Linked DNA regions of Danio rerio: all the other regions are linked to region 2. A link is a contact called in public Hi-C and HiChIP or PLAC-seq data. All regions are on one chromosome and are shown on one strand. Each heading gives the region's core, a stretch centred on a gene start, on an enhancer-like site or on the middle of the called end of the contact. The rest is flanking DNA. Distances are from core to core; before and after follow the strand shown. Region 1 holds the start of b3galt8 (beta-1,3-galactosyltransferase 8). Region 2 holds the start of traf2a (Tnf receptor-associated factor 2a). Region 3 overlaps tncb (tenascin Cb).

Region 1 (4,009 bases), core at 452-2,951, 210 kb before region 2:
GTCAAAATGCAGTCCATGAGAATGTGTTCATTAATGAACGCATCAAAGAAAAGGAAAAGGGGATTGTCTCAATGAACAGTGATTCTATTTAAGACAAATAGTACAAAAGTAGTAAACATTTATTTCTCAAAGAGATCAAGCCAGGTAATAAAAAGTAACAAAAGTAACACAACTAGCTATTTTGGGGGGGGGGGGGGGGGGGTAACTCAATATTGTAATGCATTTCTTTCAAAAGTAACTTTTCCCGACACTGGTAATTCTTCTTCTTCTTTGGCCTTAGTCCCGTATGATTGCGGGGTCGACTCTTTGGAACAAGTCTCTATTTAGACTTGTCCATATGATAACGACTTTTTTTACACATTCCGGCCGGCCTGTCGTCTGGGCCAGTCACCCTCATACACTACAGACAATTTAGCCTACCTAATTCACCTGCAGCATGTCTTTGGACTGTGGGGGAAACCGGAGCACCCGGAGGAAACCCACTCGAACGCAGGGAGAGCATGCAAAGCCGCGGTTCAAACCAGCGACCTTCTTGCTGTGAGGCGACAGCACTACCTACTGCGCCACTGCTTCGCCCTTTCCCAACACTGGTAATTATTATAATTAATTTTTTTCTATTTAATTATAGTGCACTGGTAATTATATAATTAATTTGTTTTCAACATGCAAAATGAGACTTCTGAAAGTCATGCCAGATTCGAATAAGATACTTTGGCTTAAAACCATTGACTATAATGCGTGTGGCAAAAGTGCATCTTTCATATTTAAGTCTGCGCACCTCAAAAAGATTTCGAAGTCCTAAAAACTGTGTTGCATAAACTGGTTTTACACCCAGCACGTCCAGACACAACCCCACATAGACATCTTCAAGTGGAATTGGTTGCACAAATCTTGAGGCCCATGATATTTTTCCAGCCAGGTCAGTGGAAAAAACATAGGCAGCTCCAGAAACGTATGGTGGATACCAGGATTTTGGGTAAAGGTCCTCAGAGATGTACCATTTGTTGATGCTGTCCCTGTGAGGAATTGCATCAGAAATGACCGATCCAGTGATGTAGTCTTTCCTTGATTCACCCTGGCCATGCAGGTAGTCCACCAAGTAATGGACATTAAGAAAGATATCAGCATCAATCTTCATGGCATACCAAGCACTCTGGCAATAAGTTGCTACCCAATTCATAATCATCATTGTTTTGATTGTCAGATTTTGGTAGCTGTCCACAAAATCCATCTGAATAATATCTCCATGTTCCTTGCTCTCCTTCTGAAGGTGTTCCTGCAATACTGGGTCACTTCGTGCAGGCTGACCAACGACAAACAAATGCAAAATACTCACACCAGGAACTAAGCCATCTTGACCCCATGTTCTCCTGATAGCAGTCCTCGCCTCTGCGTCTTTGAGGGTAACTGGGATCATCAGAATTAAGAAAGGAGTTTTCTTCTCACACACTTCTGGCTGGTTCAGTATAAACCTGTATGTTGAAGGTGAGATCACTTTATATAGCTCTTTAGAGATAGGACTATTTCCCGGAACAGACGGATCAAATACTAAACTGTTAAAAGCGAAGAAAACAAGTGTTATTAACCCAGCTAAAGCAAGGTACGTGAAAAGTTTGAATCGCGATCGTTTTCGCATGGCGAGATACAAGCTTGAGGGAAGTTAGAAGAGTTCCGTGTCACGCTAAACCAACCTCGGTCGTATGCTCGGCAGAAACGCCCAACGCCCAGCCCCCCTGACACTTGTTTTGACTCGTAACCTTTGTAAAAGTGAACGAATAATTAGTAAATCAACTGCTATCCCACTTTTAAAGTAGTTTCATTTTGTATTTTTTATCTGTGGACTTCATTACAACATGAACTAGCTAAGCTGAGCTAGATTAATTATTTGAAATATTTACAGTATCTCGGGGGAGTGTTTTATGTAGAGTTGCCAGATTTCATTGGGATATACCGTGTACAGAAGCGAAAGTGTGATTTAATGAGGAGATACATTTCTTTAATAGCAGTAGCAAGATTAAGCAAATCATTTTATTATTATTAATAATAATAAAAATGTTCACAAAACCAGCACCATTATTAGAAACTCAGGTAAAAATGTATTTACTTGTTTAAACGCATTTCTTCTCGCACAATCTGGCAACGCATGATGTTACGAGGAAAACATCTCTGCTGAGGTTTAGAGGCTAATCGGTCTTTGTCAGTCACGTGCGTTTGTTGTGTGTGACGTCACAACTGCGCCATTTTTGAGGTATCGCTTCCCGAGACAACTTGAGAGACATAACGCAAGAGTGATATATGGTCAAGCTGGAGAAATACAAGGAAATCGGGAGCGCGTGGTACCGCAATAAACTAAACAAACATGCCAGGGACCGTCATTTTGATAAACTGTCTTACATTCAGGATCTAGATCCGTTTGAATGAACTGCAAGCCAATGGAGTGCGCTGCCGCCGCCAACCCCTCATTGCTGATAATAATGACATGTCATACTGTATATCATCAATGTCTTAATATACATTGTTTTAGTTTGAACACCATTAAACCACAGTAAGTATTTCTAATTATGTATTGCAGTTTTCGTTTTACTTCATTACCGTTAGTTACATCTAATATTTACATTTACAAACTATTTGATGTTTGTATCCAAAGTATTTTACAAATATGAACAATAAACATAACAGACGTGACGTCGAGCACGAATGTTAATGTAGTACATGAGGAAGCAGATTCAAAAAGGAGAATGAAGAGCGCAGTCTTAAATTGACAATTTTAAATATTTACGATGTCATCCGACAAAAAGTAGTTATTATTTTTCGCCTCTATCTGGCAACCAGGTTACTGCGAATGAATTAGTGTTTAATTGTTATATAATATTATTTAGTTTGACAACCAGATTGCATGGTCACACTTATACTTGAATGACATAAAATTTGCCACAGCTTAAAAACAGCAATAGCTATATAACAGCTTTTGTTAAAATGTAACAGATTATATGATACATTGTATCAAAGATTTGTCTTTTCATGAACTACTGGGTGAGGCAAAGTGTTAATATTTAGATCTATAATGTTTAGCATGACTAATCCATAGAGGATAGCAGCTAGTATAGTGAGCTAAAACCAGTTTTTAAATAACTAATACACTGTAAAAAATAACTTGTGTGATAAATTAGTCATGACAGCATAGGTTTTAGTTCATGGTAACAGTTGAACATAACAAAGTTAATCATGTTCTAACTTAATTTTAGAAGTCATGCAAGCTGTTTTAAGTCAGTTTATGGACTCACAAGGTTAATTTGATCCAGAAATATTTCAGGCAACCAGGATTTTACAGTGTAGTTTAAAGATATAGACTATATTCATTTATTTATTTTATTTTCAGCTTAATCCCTTTATTAATCAGGGTGACCCACACAGCGGAATGAATCACCAACTTCTCCAGCATAAGTTTTATGCAGTGGATGACCTTCCAGCTGCAACCCATCACTGGGAAACACCCATTCACTCTCATTCACACTTATACACCACGGACAATTTAGCTTACCCAATTCTCGTATAGCACATGCCTTAGGACAGTGGGGGAAGCCGGAGCACCTATGGGAACACGGGGAGAACATGCAAATTCCACACAGAAATGCCAAATGAGGCTCGAACTAGTGACATTATTCTGCTGTCACAAAAAATGTAAACAATAATTATTAAACAAAATCTGTTTTATTGTAAGAGGGGTTACAAAGAAACACCTGTTGTACACCCATTTAATAAACAAACAAACAATCGAACAAACAAAAATATTCAAATACCAAAACGAGACATAATTTACACAGGTTTGTATAGGGTCAGTGGTTTAGTCAATAGCAGGGTAGGGTCAAACACGAAGACTTATTCTGTATATTAATTCTTTTTTTTTTCTTGCAAACAGAACTTTCATATAAGGCTATGTTTACAACAATTCCAAAAACCCGGCTGTTACTTTTTCTTTCTGAATCTTGAACATTACACAAGCTCATAA
Region 2 (3,980 bases), core at 50-2,549:
TATTATTGATAATGAAAACAATAAAACTACTCATTTGTAACAGGAAGATTTTTTTAAAAAACTATAATGAAATATTTATTGATATTCAATTATAATTGCATCTGCATTTCAATGCATTTGCTTTCAATAATAAGCAGCACTATAATTAAAATCTGACTGTGTAATATAACAAATACTTACACAGCCCTGTTTCAAAATTGATGTTGGCTCTTCAAATATGTCCTCTTTTATGCAGGCACTGCATTTCTGTGGTCCGGAGCTGCGAGAGAAAAGAAGAGCTTTCATTATAGACAAGCACAAAAAGCCAAACTCGCTAATAAATACAAAAGACACATACAATAAGAGAAGTGTTCATCCTGACAACAGTCTGGCTATTGTAGTTTACAGCTAAACAAGAAGCCGAACACAACCTGACAGCCTGCATTTATTTATGTTCCCCGACATAAAACATAGTTTTACTGCTCGTATAACCCATAAAACATGTTGTAAAATGGCACGGGAGGCCTGACAGGTCGTGTTCATCTTTTGTAGTTGTCGTGTCAGGTGGGCCATCAGGACTGAATGCCGCTTACCTCACTGCTTTATTAAAACAATACGAACAGAAACGATGTCCGCACTGCGCCTGAAACGGTCTCCTAAGGATTTTCAGGCAGATATTGCACAGATGCTTGTCCTCCAGCTTGTTGGCGAGTATTTTCTTGGGAAAGCCAGGTTTGTTGCCTTCTAATGAAGATGGTGGTGAGGGTTCCTGTGCAGCCATTATTCCCGAGCGCGCATGTGACCAGGCTCCGGAGAAGAGACGCGGATCTTTCTACACATTTCACTACAAGGGGTTGCAAACACATGCTCTTAAATTGTGTTACATACTATGACCAGCGTAATATATGTAGTTAGACGAGTCTAAATAAACATAAGGTGAACTGTTTACACAGGCGTGACAGACAGACGTGACACAGGACACAATGCAAGACCGTCTTAATAAAAGTCTCACTGTAACTGCGTGGTACGTTTGCTGTTGTTGGGGGTCTCTTATTAATTGCAATACTTATAAATATTATAACGTTTTAAAACACCACATGTCCTACCATATTATTGTCCAACGAAAATTATAAAACCTCCTGCAGTGCTGTGAAACATTATATCAAATACATTCAGCGTTCTCGTCGTGTGCAGTCATAAGTATGACCATAATTTATTATTATTGTCAATATTATTTATAGTTTAGCTCCGAAATGTGAGTAACGTAACGACAGGCGTCGTGTTTTTGCCAGCTTTTCATGGATTGTAGCGTCCATCCACTAGAGGGGGCTGTTGCTGCTGATAATCATGACGACAACATAACTGCTTTGTGAAGCAAGACACTTCAACATGTTAAAACACAAAATAAAAGTCTCCTGGCTGTGTTAAAGATTTGAGTCCAAAACACAAGGGGTTTTCCAACCACAAAAAGTGTAATGCAACTTTATTTTTACATACAATAGGAGGTGGCCTGTTTAACTTAAGCAACTGATTTGATATGACCTATATTTTGACATTTTATTTGGAACAGTTTTAACACTTTTAATATTTATGATTTAATATGCATTATAATACGTTTATAACACTAAGCAAATATTATAATGACGCTTTCCCTGTTTCTTTCATTTCTCTGTGTGGAAAAAAATTAAACATAAGTAATTTGTTATTAAAACTGCATTCATTAATTTTACTTCAGCTTAGTCCCTTTATTCATCAGGGGTCACCATAGCGGAATGAACCGTCAACTTATCCAGCATATGTTTTACACAGCGGATACCCTTCCAGCTGCAACTCAGCACTGGGAAACATCCAAACACATTCATGCACATACTACCACCAATTTAGTTTATTCAATTTACCTGTAGCCCAAGTCTTTGGACTTTGGGGGAATCTGGAGCATCTGGAGAAAACCCACACGAACACGGGAAGAACATACAAACTCTACACAGAAATACCAACTGCCCCTGCCGGGACTCAAACCAGCAACCTTCTTGCAGTGAGGCAACAGTGCTAACCACTGAGCCACCGTACCGTATTGCCCTTAAAACAGTATTTTGTATTTAAAATGCTTAAAATAAGCATTTTTATCCTCCTGTGATACAAGTATCAAAAGCCATATCAGGACTGCTAAATATTCATATTAAATATTATTATAAATTATGTCACATTTTATTAGCTGCAGTATGCTCTTTTCTTATATTTATTTTTTATTTTAAAAAAGCCACTTTGATGCACAAACTAATCTAAATTTAAAGCACACATTGTGACACAAGGCTGCTTATAGTTTTTGAAAAATTAGTCATAAAGAAATATGCACAACTGGGAAAATAAAGCATGAGGTGCATTAAATATATCAATTCACAGGACACAATGTATCCATCTTAAAGGAATAGTTCACCCAAAAATAAAAGATTTGTCATAGCTTCTTTTTCCATAATATCTTTTTCTATGTTCAACAAAAAATCCATTCAGTTCACTCCGAGTAGAATTTATATATATATATATATATATATATATATATATATATATATATATATATATATATATATATATATATATAATTTTTTTTTTTTTCTGTTTTTGTGTTCCTTATTAAACAAAACATTCCGACAATGGTTTTCCAGAAAAAAAAAAAAAAAAAAAAACAGTTAAGAATGTACTTTATTACAAAGTATTGCCGGATACTAGAGTGCCCTGATTTATTATTGGTGCAACTAAAAAAAAAATCTATTCAAAGGGTAAAATTGAATGAATTTTCGATTAGTGTTGTAAATGAAATATTTATAATATGAACTTGCTTTTGGGGAAACCACTGATATCCATATTTTTCTCATACCATGAATGTCAATGGCTATAGCAGTTTGGACTCACTTTTTGGTTAAGGTTGTATTAGTTAACTATAGTATTTACTAACACAAACAATGAACAGTACATTTATTACAGTATATATTCATTTTTGTTAACATTAGTTAATGGAAATAAAGTTGTTTATTGTTAGATCATGGTAACTCACATTGCATTAACTAATGCTAACAAGCATACATTTGGATTTTAATAATGCATTAGTAAAGGTTAAACTATTTTAATTGAACAAACAAAAACAGTACGGTGCTGTATTGCTCTTATTCAAATGGTTGCTTGCAAATTTGGCATTTTTTAATAAAAATCACGAATTGTACTTTAAATAAATGCATTATATAAACATATTTTTGTAATCTATAATTCTTTTTAATTGGACACATCTAGAAATGAAAAATAATTCGACAAATACACATGCATCATATTTTGCCACACCACAGAGCCACTTAACCTTATTGTTGATTCATGATTATTTGCGATGTTTTGTCGGAGCATCTTCCCCTTTTATTTTGAAAATATCCATAACAATATCTCCGTCACCATCTGTCAGTGTTGCTGTTTTCGCGGAGACCGCCTATTGCTGATAGTGTACATTACTGTGTCATGAAACGAAAGCTGAACAGCGGTACTCTACACAGATCTACCTCTGGTCGCTATTAGTATATTACTATTTTCTGTGTAGATATACAGTGTCTAATGACTCGAGTCATATGACCAAGCGCTACTGGAGCGTTACAGCTCACCAGCAATGGACACTTTTCGCTATGGCAGCCCGGAAATTTAGATTAAACCACGTAGACTTTAAAGCTGCTATTGTGCCTAATATGTGGACAGAATACAGTTGACTGGTTTGATATCCATAAATATTTCCGAGAACAAGGACGAACTGTACTAGCGAAGAGTTTACTTCTGCAGCTTCAGGTGGTTGCTAACAAGCTTCAGCCATAAAAAAGGTAAGAGTGTAGGCTAACGTTAGTATGTCTAATCCTAACGTGTCTGTTGGAAATATAACTATACACAATAACTGTATACAGTCTCAGTGTTTACGTTAGTTTTTAAATAACTACAATACCATTGGCATCAGTCTGTTCAGTTTATACGGA
Region 3 (4,323 bases), core at 1,429-3,928, 190 kb before region 2:
TTAAACGGTTAAATGTGGATTCCCTTGTTTGAGACTAATCAGCGATGGCATTAGTCATGCATGAAAATAGCCTTCTTTAAAAAATAAAATAAAATCAATTGTTCAGTCATCTATCAGTTGTTTCTATATCTATGACAGGCAATGCTGAAATCAGTGAGCCAAGAAATTTAATTTACATATTTGGATTAGAATATGGAATGAGATCTGTTGGTTAGTAGAAAAAAAAATTGACATTGATGAATTTTCCACCATTATATTAGGTTGCGCCATCATAATTGTATCGCCATATAATAGCAGTCACGTAGAGTTCAAGACAGAGTCGTTCCAGGACAATGACATATCCATTATAATCACATTGACAGAAGGGCTCATCCTGAAAATGCATTTTTATCTCTTTTTTGCTGAACTTGCAGGAAGACCGGTGACAATGACTGATATGAATTCTGAGAGGGATATCTCTAGAGAAACAATTGCTGTGGTGTGGATATGTAAAACGGGGGGAAAATAAAGGATTCGGATGTCTTGACCACATAAGTGCTGCATTGTTTTTTAACAATAGTCTTGTTTCTGCCAGAATATGGTCTAAGTTTAATACATTGTGGATTTGTCTTCATGTTCTTTCTTATGTATCAAGATACTATCCTTACCCACACTTTAATTAATTTAATTTACATTATAATGACATAAATTCAGTCGATTAACTATGTCCTAGTCGTAAGTGTGAAAAGTTTTTTGTCCTAATCAAGGTTTTGCTCTTTATTCAATGTTAAAATTTTCTAACATGACTTTAAAAATATTTTTGACTTTGGGCTTCTTTTATTTTAAAGTTATGTTAAGAAATGTGTTGTAGTTTTTTTTGGACTTTTATTTTAAAATTATGGTTACTTGACAAAACATGACAAACTAATTAGTTTCTTCATATTTACACCTGCTTCGAATGTTATCACTCGATTGAATGGGCGTTATCAGTGATAGATATGGGCCAGTAGGCTGTTATCATCAATCCACATGGTTAATCAGCTATACTAATAGAGAAGACCCCAGATCCAGATTTGTTTTTACATTACTGAGGATTGGGTTTAGGGTTGGGGTTGTTAATAAAATTCAATTAATGGGAAATTTAATAAATAATATAAATAATTCTTGTTAACTTCTGGCTGCAGCTGTATGTGATCTGTAGCTGATTAACCATGTAGATACTAGTAGGTGCAGAAGGCCCCTACTGGCCCATATCTATCAGCTGATAACCATTACCTATCTATCATGTACAAAATGAGCATATTTCCTTACTATGGTAACTACACCTAATTAAAATAGTTACTGTTCATTTCTAAAGGCTGGTCAGAACAGTCAGAACCAGCGACAACTAACAATCCAGGCTGTTGATGTATTTAATTGAATATATTAAAATAATACATCATTATTAATCATTGTGTATTACATTTTTTTCTCAGTCGCTTTGGTACATTTTTCAGATCAGAATTGAAATACACAAAAACATAATTGCATTTCTCAAAACAACGCGTACAAATAGCAAAATACCATGGATTACGTGCAAAAGGCAGTCTCTTGCTAAAAATCCTTAGTTCATCTCTCAAAACTACATATCTGTGTCAACGAATGTGTCAGTGTCATTGAAATTACAAGCCTTTATGTCATTGTGTATGGATAAGACAGTCAAATGACTTTGCCATGTTGTCATGTCAATATAACAGTGTACTCTGGATGTAAAGGCTTATGCTATGAACTAACGCCTAAATGCTGTGGGGTGAGACTATTCAGACAGAAATCATTACAATTCATTTTGATCAACATGACATAAGCAACTGATAATGTAGGAAACAGCAGAAAATTGCTGTATGGATGTACGCAAGCATTTGCAACTTGTTAAAAGAAATGAAACTTCTTTTTTGATGTGCACAAGTGTTACAATAATGTGATAATTGAACAAGTAGTTTTGAGAATTTTAATTCTGATCTGAGAACTGTATTAAAGCAATTGAGAAAAACTGAAATTTAACATTAACTAAACTATATAAACTTAATAAACTATGAGAAAAAAAATGCAAGCATCTGAATGCAATATTTCTGAAGAAATGCATGCTGTTGTTTACATTTTCAAGTTAAATTTGGGATTTTTCCTGTTGAATAAAAAAAGACAATAATTGTAATTGATTAAATTTTGATCAGCCTCTGTGTTGGGATCAACTACACAGAGGGCACATGAACAAATTATGGAAACTCAATAAAGATATCACACCAAACAATGAGATCACACTTAAATGTTTAAAAGACAATGCTGCATTGATCCAAGCCAACAATGCCTAAACAGAGGCCCGTTGTCCTAAACTAAACTTTCAAAAGAAGAGAAGAAGAAAAGCTCCTCGACCAGCTTGAACCTCTTCTTCCTCCAAAGCTCTGGATGATGTGAAACAGAAAAGACATTTGCTGAATGTGGAAAAGTGTTGCAAATGAAAACCAGCGAGGACAAATCCTGTGGAGCTGTCCCTCTTCATTAGCGCCGTTCACTTGTTTAAGAGTGTCAGCAGTGTTTCAAGAGTACTAACATGTGCTCTCCAAGGATCACTTTCATCTGACTGCCTTCTAAGTCTCTCCGCTTCGACAAAGAGGCATCTGTTTGTGGAGGTGGAAAAGGCGCCAGCTAACCTACAGGAACAAGGTCTGGAAGCAGTAATTCTGCAGCTAAAACCTCTGAGGGGGATATCAGTGTTGACACAGCTAAACGCTCTACAGCGGGGGGAAAGAAAGCACGTTTTTTGTAAATATCGCACATTTTTGAAAGCCTGTTTCACTCGGGACAGAGCGAGGCGAGAGTTCATGGGTCACGTAGCGTGGATAAAGAGGAGGTTAGCAGAAATCCAATCGGTTCCCCTTCTCCTCTGCCTATTTGCATGCAGACTTGAGAGACTGCTACAACTGTGGCCCCTGCAGCCACTGGCTGATAAACGCCAAGAAAATGTGTGAAAGTGAGGCACAAGAATGAGAAGTAGCGCAGGGTCAGAAAACGGGGCGTGCATACTGAAAAGATCCTTCACAAGAAGCCACAAAAACTCCTCAGGATCACTTCCATGGCAGTAAACCCCGGGCCGACGCTCGGAGGAGGGGGCGAAACTCTGGTATGCGGCTAATAAATGTATGCCTGCTACAATACAACTTGTCTGGTTTGCTGGTATAGACGATAAATGCCACAAACCGAGTGATTTAAATGGACTCGCCAGCAATGCGAAGTGAATGCCGCAGTCAATTAGAATGAAAAAGGGATCATTAGTCTAACTCGGTTTTGCCTGTTAAACACAAATGTAGCGGCGATGACAGGCAGAGGTCATTTGGCGCACCTGCAGGCTGAGCCGGTGATTATGTGGACGTGAATGTGTGGGGAAGCATTATGATGCAGTGCAGGTGTGCTCTGAATGTCAGCATACTTCAACGTGTAATTCAGCAGATGGGAAGAGTGCAGATATTTCACATATTCACAGCTGCTGACTTGAAAGAGGGTTGGTTTGTTTGCAGTGCTTTGCATATTTCTGAAATCATGTTCCGTGGACTGCATTGGGTTATCTTAACTTCTTAAGTGTTAATAAAGTGTTGTATGTTTTACAAGTTTGCATATGTGTTGCAGTATGGAGACAGTAAAGACATATTGTAGCAAGGATTGGATGTTGGTGTTGTCATGTAACGTGTAACATCAGCCGCAATGCTGCTTCCTGCTATTTATAGATACGGTGTGATACCTAGAAGATCATGTGTCTTTTTGAATGCTGTTACTTCTAATATATTACATTTAACGCATTTCATATACTCAGGGCTTGACATTAACTTGTTTGATCAACAGCCACTGTGGCTAGTAGTTTTCCAACGTTACTAGCCACTCACCATTTTCACTAGCCACAATTTTGTTGTTGGGAAAATATATTTTTATATGCATATATTTGTCTGTCATGCTTAAAATTGATAATTTTTACATTTTGTGTAATGTCAACATGCCTCCATTTTATTTTAACCTTTTTTATTTCACATGACTCAACACTAAGGATTTACCTTTTTTTTCCCCTCTGGCCACATTAAACTAATTATTTTCTTGCCACAAATTTTAAATAATGTTTAAAAACAAGCTAAATATAGCTATATACATACACTTCTTATTCAACAAAAATGTTTTTTTTTTTAAAAACAATTGACAGTTTAAAAAATTATTCTCTTTTATCTAAAACTATACACAGTAGTTTGTCCAGGCTAAAGGTCCCAGATCATCAGGTAACCATAGATAAATGGTTATTTCCTATTTAAGCAATGTTATTGTAAC

Evidence for each region. Hi-C and Micro-C count contacts between places; a contact is called where the count stands out from the background. HiChIP or PLAC-seq counts read pairs in DNA pulled down with a chosen protein or histone mark.
Region 1: a contact with region 2 is called in a Hi-C map of hematopoietic stem cells, with 3 times the contacts expected there. The contact joins the promoter of b3galt8 here to the promoter of traf2a in region 2. A contact is called at or near these places in 6 of 18 Hi-C or Micro-C datasets (caudal fin, embryo, fibroblasts and 3 more) and 3 of 4 datasets of contacts at active chromatin or transcription factors (caudal fin, embryo and gastrula embryo).
Region 3: an H3K4me3 HiChIP or PLAC-seq map of embryo shows a contact between it and region 2, with 7 times the contacts expected there. The contact joins the enhancer-like site here to the promoter of traf2a in region 2. A contact is called at or near these places in 5 of 18 Hi-C or Micro-C datasets (embryo, fibroblasts, skeletal muscle and 1 more) and 2 of 4 datasets of contacts at active chromatin or transcription factors (caudal fin and embryo).

Annotation. Positions count from the first base shown.
Region 1 is chr5:29,172,373-29,176,381 of GRCz12tu, forward strand. It overlaps b3galt8 (beta-1,3-galactosyltransferase 8), which reads right to left and starts at 1,702. Exons shown (of 1, transcript XM_068221440.1): 1 at 1-1,702. The coding sequence starts at 1,636. The coding sequence ends at 659. It also overlaps a transcript of tncb not described here.
Region 2 is chr5:29,382,309-29,386,288 of GRCz12tu, forward strand. It overlaps traf2a (Tnf receptor-associated factor 2a), which reads right to left and starts at 1,300. Exons shown (of 12, transcript XR_012406884.1): 1 at 1,086-1,300; 2 at 573-823; 3 at 181-259. trafd1 (TRAF-type zinc finger domain containing 1) reads left to right here and starts at 3,419. Exons shown (of 11, transcript NM_001089515.1): 1 at 3,419-3,830.
Region 3 is chr5:29,191,658-29,195,980 of GRCz12tu, forward strand. All of the region lies in intron 11 of tncb (tenascin Cb), which reads right to left. Among named protein-coding and RNA genes, the nearest start is that of b3galt8, 20 kb to the left of the region's middle. Within about 2 kb of position 2,679, at least 21 of the 62 cell types and tissues checked have an H3K27ac peak or open chromatin away from gene starts, as enhancers often do.